Linked DNA regions of Macaca mulatta: region 1 is linked to region 2. A link is a contact called in public Hi-C data. All regions are on one chromosome and are shown on one strand. The core of a region is the stretch at or near the end of the contact, and the rest is flanking DNA. Distances in the headings are between cores, read along the strand shown. Region 1 holds the start of SCN5A (sodium voltage-gated channel alpha subunit 5). Region 2 holds the start of EXOG (exo/endonuclease G).

Region 1 (2,700 bases), core at 42-2,541, 150 kb after region 2:
GCAGGAGGCAAGCAGATGCCTGGGAATGGAACATAGGCCCAGGACCTTAAGAGGAGATAGATCCCATGGCCCGGGGCTCGGCTGAAGGCACTAAGGAGCACAAGAGTGAGTCCTGCACTATCTTAGCCATGGCGTCCTGATCTGGCTGTGCGCTGCTCTCCAACAGGTGTTTGCAAGTCAGGCCTACAGCCAGCGACTTGTCCCCAACATCATTTCCCCCCATCCTCATCACCACCACTAACAGTGCCCACACCTCTGGCCCCCACCAGCCCTTGGCGTCTCGGACAAGGCTTGACACCTCTACTTTCTTCCAGGGCGCCACCAAAGACGATCAAATAACACAGAGGTCAAGAGCCACCTCCCATCAGGGTGCGTGGATCTGTCCGGCTCAGAGAGAGGGGGGCAGAGAACTCTCTCCAATCTCAGCGCACAGAGATCTCTACCCCTTCGAGAAGCACAGAGATCAGATAGAGGAGATGTGGCCCCTTTAGGGCGTCAAAGGGCACCGAGATCTCTACGTGGTCTAAGCGCGCAGAGATCTCGTCCCACAGAGAGGACAGCCCCAGCGGACGGTTCCCCCTGGGCCCAGAGAAAGGGGGTGCGTGGCTTCCTCCCCCATATCCAGCCCTGCTCAGTCAGCCCCCGCAGCTCCCGCTCTCTGAAACCACATTCACTGCGCGCCCAGTCGCCGCTCTGACCTTGGGGTCTCCGGCCTCCGGAATCCGGGTCCCAATCCCAGACCCTCCCCGAGCCTGCGCCAGGGATGACCGGGAAGCTGGGGCCGCAGCTCCCCCTCCCCCGGCCCTCGACAGCGCACCGGGAAACCCGGAAGGAAAGAGAAGGGAAGGGGGGCGCACGGTGATTAGAGACGTCTCCCCCGGGGATCCCCTCCAGCCGGGCGGATCTGCGCCCCTTCTCCCCCTCCGTTTCTCTGGGGCACTGATCGGGGAGGGAGCGGCTGGGTGGACCCGGGCAGGGGAGGAGCACGCTGGGGCTGGAGGCTTCGGCCCTCGGGGAGGAAAGTTGGGCGGCGGCAGGCGGAGGGGGCTCCGGCCGGGCCAGGGCTGCCGGGCGCGGGGGCGCTCGCTCACCTGCTGGTCCCCCGGCCCGGCCCCGGGGTGGGCGGCTGCTGCTCGGCGCGGACTCGGCTCGGCGCGGGGCTCGGGGCACTGGGCGCAGGCTCAGTGGCCCCGGGGGAGCGATCCCCGCATCCTACGGGCGCCGCCGCCGTCTCGGCTCCGCGGCTCGGTTCGGGCTCCCGGGCTGGGCAGGCGGCGCGCGGGCTCGGGTTGGGGGCGGGGTCGGGGGCGGGGTCGGGGCGGGCCCCGCCTGGGCTCGGCCTGGGGCTTGGGGCCCCGGGCTGGCTCCGCCCCAGAGCGACGCGCCCGAGGCTCCGCACGTGGCGCTCCGCCCGCTCGGAGGTGGGGGATACACCGGCTCCCGCCGGGGTACACACTCCCACACTGACCCGGGGGCGCACAGCCACAGACAACCGCCCACGCGGCCGCGGACAGACAGACACAGGCGGGGGTACACACACGCCGACCCGGGGACGCTTTGCCACAGATGGCCACCCACGCGGACGCGGACAGACACACATTAACAAACACTGGCATATACACCAGCACACGCCGGAGTACACACACACACACACACACACACACACACACACACACACAACCTTGCTGACTTGGAAAGGCTACATCAGACACCCACCCACCCACGTGGACATGGGCGTATACTGACACTCATGCCGAGACAGACACACGCTGCCATAGGCATACCTGCACTGACACAGACACACACATGCACCCTGAGACAGATACACACCCCCACACACCCACACAGACCCAGACAGACACATCATTGACACACACTGACACTGAGGAAGACACTCTGACAAACTTAGACACCCACATGACTTAGACACACATCCACTGACACACTGACACAGAGACACACACACTCACTCGAACCACACTTTCCTGGAGACACACTTAGTGATGCCACAGAAATCTGCACAACGGTACACACTACCTGAACATACTGACGCACATGCTCACAGAACCAAACACACACCCAGACCCAGAAGGAAGCAGGCAACCAACACAGAGACACCCACACGCGCACACACAAACACACACACACATATATACATGTATACACACATATATGTATGTATATGTGTGCCTGGAGTCACATACCCACACACCAACTGTTTCTCACTCAGAGACATGGTCACAGGCACACACACACGGAGACATATGCTGACAAACAGTTGCTCACACGCCCATGCCCAGGACCTATGGGGACACACTTCTTGTTTAAACAAAACAGGCCATCAGGGCAACCCGCTTGGGTCCCCTTCCACGCTGTAGAAGCTTTGTTCTTTCCCTCTTCACAATAAATCTTGCTGCTTCTCAAAACAACAACAACAACAACAAAAACAAAACACAAACAAAACAAAACAGGTCATCAGCTTTTGCCCACAGATCACTACAGTCATTGGTAGTGATGGTACACTTTTCTGCCACATTTTCAGGGCTCCCAGAAGCAAGAACCGCTCTTAGAGAGCCAAATGGGTGCCAGGATGGGCACAGAGGTGCTGGGTTTGGGAGCCCAGAGGCTGGGACCTGCTCCTCCATGATGGGGATCTTGGAGAGGTGGGAGGGCAACGAGGTGGGTGAGGGACAGTATCAG
Region 2 (2,700 bases), core at 64-2,563:
AGGCACGCACCACCACGCCCGGCTAATATTTGTATTGTTAGTAGAGATGGGGTTTCACCATGTTGGCCAGGCTGGTCTCAAATTCCTGACCTCAGGTGATCCTCCAGTCTCGGCCCCTCAAAATGCTGGGATTACAGGCATGAGCCACTGTGCCTGGCCCAGTGCCAGAGTTTCACATCACAGCTTTGCTACCCAGAGAGAGTACTAGATCCAAAATCCCTAGGAAGGACTCTGGTTGATGTAGCTTAACCAGTCAGGGTCCTTCACAACAGGTATTCCTAGCAAGGGGGTAACTTCCCATTTGAGGCTGTCAAAATAATGTGCATACTTCAGTAGGTTGTTAGAAGTGGCCTCCTGGTCAGTGAATCATCAGTGGGATCAGATGAAAGTTATTCCTACCAGTTTTCTAAGAAATAGGAAACTTGAAAGTTCTACTAAGAACTAAGTCCACACGGAATGCTGGAGATTGTGCTGCAAAATGAACTCATTTATTTGTGAGTGGTAGTCCATGAAATCTATCTATCCTTTCTTTGCCAGCAGGCATTCAGCAATCTGGATTTTATATTCTATCAAGACAAAGAGTAGAGATGACTCAAACATTTCTAACATTTACAGAGCACTTAACGACATGCCCCTGGTACTTCCCTAAACATTTTACATGTGTCATCTCCTTTAATCGTCACAAGAACGCTATGGTCTAAGTATTGTTATTCCAATTTAAAAGAGAAGGTTGGGGACAGTGACTCACACCTGGACTTACAGCACTTTGGGAGGCCGAGGCAGGAAGATTGCTTGAGGCCAGAAGTTGGATACCAGCCTGGGCAGCATAAGGAGATCCCCTTCTCTACTCCCCCACTCCTGCCAAAAAAATTAGCCAGGCAGTGTGGCACGTGCCTGTAGTCCCAGCTACTCAGGAGGCTGAGGCAGGAGGATCGCTTGAGCCAAGGAGTTCGAGATCGCAATGAGCTATGATCATTCCACTGTACTGCAGCCTGGGTAACAGAGACCCTGTCGCTAAAAAAATAAATAAATAGACCTGAGTTGGAATATCGGCTCTGGAGACCTTAGTGTAACCATATGCAAGTGTTTACTCGCTGTTAAATGGGACTAAAGGCATTTTCTTCTCAAGACTATACATAGCACACCACTAAACCGTCTAGACATCGTATTCCCCATCCATCGCCCCGCCCAGTGGACCAGGGATGAAGCGGGGATGCGCCAGGGCATCCAGGTTTGTCACCAGGGGGCGTACGAGGCCCTCAGTTTGGCGGGCGGCGGGACGGGGGCCGGCCTGCGCGCGCATGCGCCGTGATAAAAGGCCGGTACCTCGGGCAAGATGGCTACCAAGAGTATCGCTTCCCGCCTCCGGGGCTCCCGGCGTTTTCTGAGTGGCTTCGTGGCCGGGGCTGTAGTGGGCGCTGCGGGAGCTGGGCTCACGGCCCTGCAGTTCTTCCGGAGTCAGGGCGCTGAGGGAGCGTTGACAGGGAAGCAGCCGGATGGTAAGTCTGTGGGCCCGTCCTCCCTTCCCTGGCCCAGGTTTCAGGCTCCGACTCCTACCTGGAATGTGAATGGCAGTGCTTGACGGACAGCCTTCACCGTTTGCTGGGCCCCGAACCCGGCCCTTGGTTTCTGACCTTTTTTCTCCCGGCTCGGCCTCCTTTCCCCACGTCGCGTCTGGCCGGCTTCCCTCATGTCCTTCCTTACCCCGGGCATCTTAGTTTTCTTCACAGAGCCACCCCCGCCAGACTTTCTTCCCCCAAATTACTCATCGCGATATCTATGTTTTAATAAAAGTCTGTGTCCTCCACTAAGATTGTTAGCTCCGTAAGACTTGAGACTATGTCTGTTTTGGTCTCCATCATCTAACCAGCACAGTACCTGGTACATAATTGGCATTCAGTAAGTATGAATGAAGGAATAAATTAATACATAGTTTTAGTAGATTAGTTAACTGCCCTTCTTTCGTCATTGTTCAGTTGAAGAATACCTGCTATCTCTCCAAAGTGTATAAAAACTCATGTTGCAATGAGTACCTTACATTTGACCAAAAAAAAAAAAAAAAAATTAAGACGTGCTCATTTCTTACACTTTGTGGATGTGCCAATTTAACTTGCTCCTTTGGATACTTGGCATCTAGCAAGAGAACTACCCCCTTGGTGGGTTGAGGATTTGAGAAGGCATCAGGGGAGGATTATCTCGAAACCGACTCACTATTGATTGTGTGCTTGGTTTCTCCCACTCGGAAAAACAGTACCAGTTTTACTGTCATCTTGCAACAGCACACATATCAGTGCTTCAGAGATGATTTGGAAATTTGATGTGAAAGACTAGTAAGATCAAGTCTTTATTCAAAAGTTAACGCTGTAGCTGCAGTTTATTCATTGATTATAGGCAAATCCGTACTTTGTCTACTATTTTCTTCATCTCATAGTTGCAAAAATGAGATTTTCTCGTTGATTAGACTTTTGAGCCAGTCCTTTGTAAATCACACCGCTCTCCTTTTCCTTATAATCTTTTGTTCTTAAGAGCCACTAATTGTGTGTTTGTGTTTTTGTTTTGTTTTGTTTTGTTTTCACTTTTAGGATCTGCGGAAAAGGCTGTCTTGGAACAATTTGGATTCCCTTTAACTGGAACAGAGACAAGGTGTTACACTAATCACGCTTTGTCTTATGATCAGGCAAAGCGGGTGCCTAGATGGGT

The links. Hi-C and Micro-C count contacts between places; a contact is called where the count stands out from the background.
Region 1: a contact with region 2 is called in a Hi-C map of fetal cortex germinal zone, with 2.5 times the contacts expected there. The contact joins the promoter of SCN5A here to the promoter of EXOG in region 2. A contact is called at or near these places in 3 of 14 Hi-C or Micro-C datasets (cortical neurons, fetal cortex germinal zone and liver).

Annotation. Positions count from the first base shown.
Region 1 is chr2:100,939,443-100,942,142 of T2T-MMU8v2.0, forward strand. It overlaps SCN5A (sodium voltage-gated channel alpha subunit 5), which reads right to left and starts at 1,292. Exons shown (of 27, transcript XM_077992192.1): 1 at 1,092-1,292.
Region 2 is chr2:100,786,104-100,788,803 of T2T-MMU8v2.0, forward strand. EXOG (exo/endonuclease G) reads left to right here and starts at 1,314. Exons shown (of 5, transcript XM_077992183.1): 1 at 1,314-1,499. The coding sequence starts at 1,337.